2 separate regions of the Mus musculus genome follow, and region 2 is linked to region 1. A link is a contact called in public HiChIP or PLAC-seq data. All regions are on one chromosome and are shown on one strand. Each heading gives the region's core, a stretch centred on a gene start, on an enhancer-like site or on the middle of the called end of the contact. The rest is flanking DNA. Distances are from core to core; before and after follow the strand shown. Region 1 holds the start of Rexo4 (REX4, 3'-5' exonuclease). Region 2 overlaps Sardh (sarcosine dehydrogenase).

Region 1 (3,420 bases), core at 315-2,814:
GTACATCTATTCTATCATCCATGCACTTCCCATCACCACTAATGGTGCTTTTCACTTCTTTATTTGGAGTTTCACTTAGTGACTTCCATGGTCAACACTGTGGGACACAGTGATCACTTCCGTTATCTCTGGAGGCGGCTACAGCTCAGAATCTAAGGAAGACCTGGAGGAAGGGAGTTCAATGGAAAGAAAGAAGTCCTGTGAAACCAGATAGGGCTGATCCATGTAGAGGAGAGGTCCAGGAGACCAATTTCTTCCTTGTGTTCAAATCTCCAGTTAAGACCACAACAAGATGGCAACCAGCTGAGAGATGTTGCAGTGAGTTTCTACTTATTCACTCCCCTAATACTTAAAAGGCCTGAAGGATTTAGATTCTTGTAGAAACCAGAGCCAAATCCAAGTTTCCTTTAGTAAACATGTCCTCCCTGCACACTTTACTTTCTTGGGAGAAAGAACAAGAACCAGCATACACAGCCCTGACTGTCCACAGGGTTTGGCTGCTCCTGGGTGTCCTGTTGGAAGATCCACACTAAGGAACAAGGTGGAGTGTTGTTATGGAGGCCAAGAAATTCCTTATTGTCTTTCTTACTGAGGCTCCATGACATACACTCCTCAAGACTCCCTAGAAGTCGACAGTGAAGGCATATTCAGCACCCCAGTTCTGCTGTTTACACCGTATGTGACCTACTTTCAACTCAAACCCTGTAAGTTATGTGTCACAATTTCCCCGTCTAAGAAACAAGGGCAGTAAAAGCATCTAACTAAGCTGGGCGTGGTGGCGCACGCCTTTAATCCCAGCACTCGGGAGGCAGAGGCAGGCAGATTTCTGAGTTCGAGGCCAGCCTGGTCTACAGAGTGAGTTCCAGGACGGCCAGGGCTACACAGAGAAACCCTGTCTCGAAAAAACAAAAACAACAAAAAAAAGCATCTAACTAGTATGGAAGAATTTATGAATGGGGGTAGGTATAGAGGCTCAGGACTAGGGAGGCTACCTAATGTAGGAGGACAACCACTAGTGTGGGTATACCCTGAGCTACAATAGTTCCAGAACCACTGGGCCAGAGTTCTGGGACATAGTTTAAGACGTTGCCAGGGTGGCAACCTAGATAAGTGATTCATAATTGAGAAAAAGAATTTGAATGAAGCAGAGGGCAACATCCCTTCCTCCTTCGGAGTCTGTGGCTACCTGACAGAAAGTTCGGGATGAAGGTGGCCTGTCGCCGGTCTCACCTCTTGCAACGCCTTCCAATTTTGAGAAAAGTTCTCGGGGGCCTTCGGCGGTCGGCCTGCCACAGCCGCCGGGTGGCTTCCCGGAACCCCACTTCCTGCCAGAGCTTTGCTCTTCCTGAACTTCTTCTTGGCTTTCTTCCTAGCGAGCTTCCTGATAGGCCCAGGTTGGGGCACCGGCGCGGTGGCCTTCGTCTTCATCTCCCCGCTCTCCGCAGTCGGAACCACCAGGGAAGAGACCGCGACTCCAGCAACCGCGCAAGCACACATTTCCCAGGGTGCAAGCGTGCTCCACTGCGCATGCGGGAACCCGGGTTGCTGTTCTCTTCGCGACCTGCTAGAAACCGAGACTGCATCTTTGGTTCCGCACGTATGCGGACTCTGCGACTAGCCCGCTAGTTAGCACTGGGGGCTGACAGCCCTGGCTAGCAGCGCTGCGGTTGGATACCCAGAGTTTGACGGAAGGGAGCCCAGACCTTCACAAAGATCTGGTGTCCCGGAAGGCCGCAAATGAGGAGACTCTGGGACACCGGAAAAGGCTGGGGGACTACTCTCGGTGTGGCACTCACGGGGGTACGGAAGAGGCGGAGGCGGGTCTTGTGTAGGTTGCCCTATGCACAACCACACACTGCGAATACCGAAGCCTTCCCCACGTCTCTGGTTTACTGACTGCAAAGGCACGCCAGCAGTGTCCGATATTAATGATAAAGCAAAATTTAATTGTGACTATATACGTATACATATACATTCTTAATCGCAGTGTTAATGACCAGCAATCTATTCTTGATCCTGATAGTGCAATACAGATGGGGCGGTCACAGTTGAATCGTTTGCCCTCGGGTTTCTCTGACTAGAGATAAGCAGCAAAGCCAACAGACCACGTAAGAAGGTTTGGGAGACTTGGTGGTGGCTGTTAGGAAAAATATCCAATCAGGACACCCCCTCCCCGGCACCCCCCAAGACCAAGTTCTGAGCACAGAGAAGGCTAGGCAGATTCCGCAACACACTTCAAATTGGCAGTTAAAGAGACTAGGCCTAAGGTATGGGCAAGTCCAAGCAACTCGATTACTAGTAGAAAAAAAAAAAAAAAATCCAGGCTCTAGCCTTCGCACCTGTTGGTATTCTGTCTGGACTCCACCCCCACCGAAACCTGGCAACAGCCAGATATGCTCCTCCACACAGTTACCTGGTAGCAGCTAGGTAGGACTGACCCTATAAAAGGGGCTGCTTGCCCCCTCATCCCTCTCTCTTTCTCTCTCACGCTTTTGCCTCTTGGCCCCTTGTTCCCCCCTTTCCCCATTCCCTTACCCCCTCTCTCCATATGCTCATGGCCAGCCTCCAATCCTCTCCTCCCCCTCCCCCTCCCCCTCCCCCTCCCCCTCCCCCTCCCCTCTCTGCCTTTGTCTCTACTACCCTCTTAACTCCCCTCCCCATGCCCCGAATAAACTCTATTCTATACTATACCGTCATGTGGCTGCTCTCTCAGGGGGAAGGGATGCTGAGGCATGGGCCCACTGAGGCACACCCTTCCCCCACACCCTGCCAGAACAGATCTTAGTAGCTCTTTCTCTTTTTATGATCACAACAGCACTCACTCAGATAATGGTTCTGGAATGCCTAGAGATAGAATAAGATAAAGCCCATCTACCCCAGAAATCCAGTGCGCTTTAAATCGAGCCTTCAAGCTCACTTGATGGTCTCTCTATCTTAGCAATGGGAGACCCCAGCATGCTGGACTTCTGCAGAATAAAACACTCTTTGCGGTTACATACTATTTGAGTCCAGGGTGCCAGTTTTGGGGGACCCTTACAAAAAGAGATTTATTTGCCCCAGAGGGTAGGAAATAAGAGACATAGATATGAGAGAGAGAGAGAGAGAGAGAGAGAGAGAGAGAGAGAGAGAGAGAGAGAGAAAACAAAGTAGAGGGAGGAGGCTATTTGCCCTGGGGGGTGGTACCTCTGCCTACTGATGAAACAGGAATGGCACTAGGAAATTGGCAGTTTATGAAGATATAAAGGACGAGGTGTTTAATTTGTTTGTTTGTTTGTTTGTTTGTTTGTTTTTCGAGACAGGGTTTCTCTGTGTAGCCCTGGCTGTCCTGGAACTCACTCTGTAGACCAGGCTGGCCTTGAACTCAGAAATCTGCCTGCGTCTGCCTCCCGAGTGCTGGGATTAAAGGCGTGCGCCACCACC
Region 2 (3,420 bases), core at 609-3,108, 250 kb after region 1:
CTCAAAGACATGGGCCCATCCATCTGATAGCCCCACTGTGTGACCAGCTGGTTGAAATAGGACCCAGAGTCGTCCCATGTTGGATGCTCTCTCATGTACCATGTTCTCCTAGGCATGTAATCCTCAGGGATCTGCAGGATTCTGGGCTTCCCAGCTCACTGCACAATCAGTCTCCCCAAGACAAGAACCCTGGTCTTGAGAGCACAGTCTTCTCCTCTCCTGCCAGATGTAGGACAGCACTGGAAAGGGGTGTGGCCAAGAATAAGCGGGTAGGGCAGGCTGTCTGACTCAGTGGGTTCACTTACCAGTTCCTTTCTCTGGACAGAAAACTCATAGCACCGTGTACAAAGACATCTGCCGCTAGGCTGCTTCCAAGAGAAGACATGGACCCCATGATGTTTGAACGTGGTTACCACTAAGGCAGGGGAGTGGGCAAAGAACAAGCACAACTAGAGAACAGAGCGATGTGAGGACCACGGCCATTGTGCAGAGAACAGGCCTGGCACAGTTACAAACAGGCAGATGTTGTCATGAAGTAGACACACCAGCCTCTAGGGATGGATGGCTGAGCTTTCTTGAGTTTTCTCATATTTTACAACACAGCCAAGCGTTTGGTGACCTGTGCTGGTCAGTGTGTCTTTGCCACATGGAGAAGGCCATCTTTATGTAATCATGCCATGGGCTCTGGACCACAACCCTATTCCAGAGCTGAAAGAAGCAAGGCCGAGTGAGGTCAAGGTTGTGTCCCAAGGATGTGCTACGGAAGTGAGGTCTGAGTTGGACTGGGTACCCAGCCTTTGCTGCACAGCTATGGTTGGAAACAGAATGCTGGTGTTTGTGGCTCTTTCTTTCTTTCTTTTTCTCTCTCTCTCTCTTTCTCTCTCTCTCTTTCCTTTCTTTCTTTCTTTCTTTCCTTTCTTTCTCCTTTCTTTCTTTCTTTCTTTCTTTCTTTCTTTCTTTCTTTCTTTCTTTCTTTCTTTCTTCCTCCTGCTTGTTTTTTATAACGCTGGAGTTGAACCTGGGCTTTCACACACGCCAGACAAGCACTCTACCACTGAGCTACAGCACAGCTCTCTGTTTACTTGTTATTTTGAGGCAGGCTCTTACTAAGTTGACCAGGCTGATCTTGAACGTTCAGTTCTTCTGCCTTGGTGTCTGCACAGCTGGGATGGCAGGCCTATACTGTGAGCCAGGCCATGGGCATTATTTCATATGTATCTTATGCCACCATAAGTCAGCTTGGCAGAGGCACGAGTAGCCAGTGAATACATGATCCCCAGACCAGACACTTACTTTGGGGCTTGGCCTGCCCGTGACCCTGGGCAATATGAGCTGTGTCAGCTCAGCCTGGGCCCTGGCCTAACTCCCAGGCCCCAGGTGAAGATTCCCGGGCAGCCTGGGAGGGCTGGGAGGCAGCCATGGCCAGGACAGGGTCCCATGGGAGGAAGCAGCTGGAGTTGGGAACCCCACGCTGCTCCCCCCACCCGACCCCACGGTGGTCCTGCTAGTGGTGGGAGGATGCTGATCTTGACAGGAGGGGATATATTCCCACCTGGTCTTCCCTCCACGAACATCCAAACCACACACAGGCTGAGGCTGTGCCAAGCCTCGGCACAGTGGAAGCGGGACACGGCTTTCCTTTCCTCCACACAGCAGAACCCAGCCCTGATCAAAACTGGACTCTGGATGCTGAATATACCAACACAAATGCCACCAGGATGCCCTCATGAACAACCCAAGCTAGAGAGTCTGAAGGTCTGGAGGCTGCCATGTCCTAGGACCCCACCCCACTACTCTTTCAGAGCACCTACCCTCTCTGGTCCCAGCAAGCAGCTTTGCATTAATGAGGCAGGAAACAAGCTAGACAGAGAACCCCCACCCCACTTCCTGAACCCTGGTGCAGCTTCCAGAGGGGAGGTGGAGTGCAGCCCACGTGGCGGCCTTTATCACCCGCTCCCGCTGGCAGCATCCTCCTTAGCACTCAGCGCCACTCTGTTTATTTGCTGACAGGTTCCAGCCTGGTCCCAGGATGTCTGGCCCTTTTGTGGGCAGGAATCTCATTCTCCAACTGATAGCCCTCCACATCTCTCCACAAAAAAAAAAAAAAAAAAAAAAAACCCTAGAGATGGCCAAGTAGAGAGGACAGAACATGCCTAACAGTGTCCTTGCCCCGCTGCAGGCATGTGTGTCACCAGCACAGATCTTTGTTTTGGGGGGCATTGTCATTTGGGCAACCTGGGCAAGACATCCAGATTCTCTAAACTCAGTCTAGGGAAGTAACACTCATGCAGCCCGGCCTGGGGCCCCTGCAAAAGCTGCGGAAAATAAATGATCCAGGATGGCCTTCGTGGGCAAGCCAGCCTTGCCAGGACACACCTCTCAGAGTCACCACTAGGGGGCACTGCCGGGACCTATGGGCCAAGGTCAGGATCTCTAATCCCCCCTGGGAGGGGATAATGATACTTGGTATATGGCATCATCACCTTCTCCATCAGCCTTGAGAATCCCAGATGGAAAGCACAACGTGTATTCCCCAGCCAGGAGTCTGAGGCCCAGGAAATGGCGGGGGCCAGCCAGGAGCTAGGGCCCAGATTCCCTACCCAGCATCACCCAGAGAGCCCCCGGAGTCCCAGGGGACCCTGATGAAGATGATAGCCATAACCGCGGAAGAGCTGGGCTTTGTCACTTGCCAGGAAACCAGGAGGAAATCACATGGCACTGCATCTTGATGCCATCATGCCTCTCTGAGCTCCCTCCTGGGTCAGGCTGGCTGCCAGCATCTCTGACAGACCTTGGGAGTTGAGGCCCAGGGAGATAAAGAGACTTGCCCGAAAGTACCAGACTCCCAGGCCCACCCAACCTTTGCTAAAAGTTGCCGCCACCACACTCCAGCCCCCAGAGGCTGACGGTCACTGCTACCTACCAGGTGCCCGGCGGCTCTCACCAGCTGGTGGGTGGAGAAGGGGAAGGCCTCGTTGCTCAGGTCAGCATCAAGCACATCCTGCAGGATGTCACGGCTGTGAACAAGAACAGAGTCTGTGAGTCACAACCTCAGGTGTTCCTGGCCAGTGAGCCAATACCAGCGGGAGGAAGACAATAAATCTAGACGACCTGGTAGGGACAGGCTACAAGTGCCACCATATGAGAAAGCCACCTTCCTGTGGGCTGTCAGGGAAGCCGGGCTATAGGTGAGTTCTCGCTACAGGATGGTCAACTAAAATAGAGTTATTCAACTACCAAGCACCCTGGATCCCACCTGAGTCACAATGGTGGTCACTGCGAGGAACTGGCAATTGTGCCTCTGTTTTATATAGCAGAGTCAAAGGTCAAGCTGTGGTGAGTAGACAGGACTCAGCAGGGAGCATAGGACACTGTACTGCTCCTCCACCTCCATTACCACCACCACTGCTGTCACTGCCA

What was found. HiChIP or PLAC-seq counts read pairs in DNA pulled down with a chosen protein or histone mark.
Region 2: a contact with region 1 is called in an H3K4me3 HiChIP or PLAC-seq map of embryonic limb bud, with 4 times the contacts expected there. The contact joins the enhancer-like site here to the promoter of Rexo4 in region 1. A contact is called at or near these places in 2 of 484 Hi-C or Micro-C datasets (liver and nephron progenitors), 4 of 115 datasets of contacts at active chromatin or transcription factors (embryonic basal ganglia, embryonic hindbrain, embryonic limb bud and 1 more) and 1 of 9 other capture datasets (pancreatic islet).

The regions. Positions count from the first base shown.
Region 1 is chr2:26,962,822-26,966,241 of GRCm38.p6, forward strand. Rexo4 (REX4, 3'-5' exonuclease) reads right to left here and starts at 1,565. Exons shown (of 8, transcript NM_207234.2): 1 at 1,231-1,565. The coding sequence starts at 1,497.
Region 2 is chr2:27,208,088-27,211,507 of GRCm38.p6, forward strand. It overlaps Sardh (sarcosine dehydrogenase), which reads right to left. Exons shown (of 21, transcript NM_138665.2): 17 at 2,924-3,017. Among named protein-coding and RNA genes, the nearest start is that of Sardh, 38 kb to the right of the region's middle. Within about 2 kb of position 1,859, at least 59 of the 459 cell types and tissues checked have an H3K27ac peak or open chromatin away from gene starts, as enhancers often do. A contact at or near this core is called in embryonic limb bud, where this site is marked.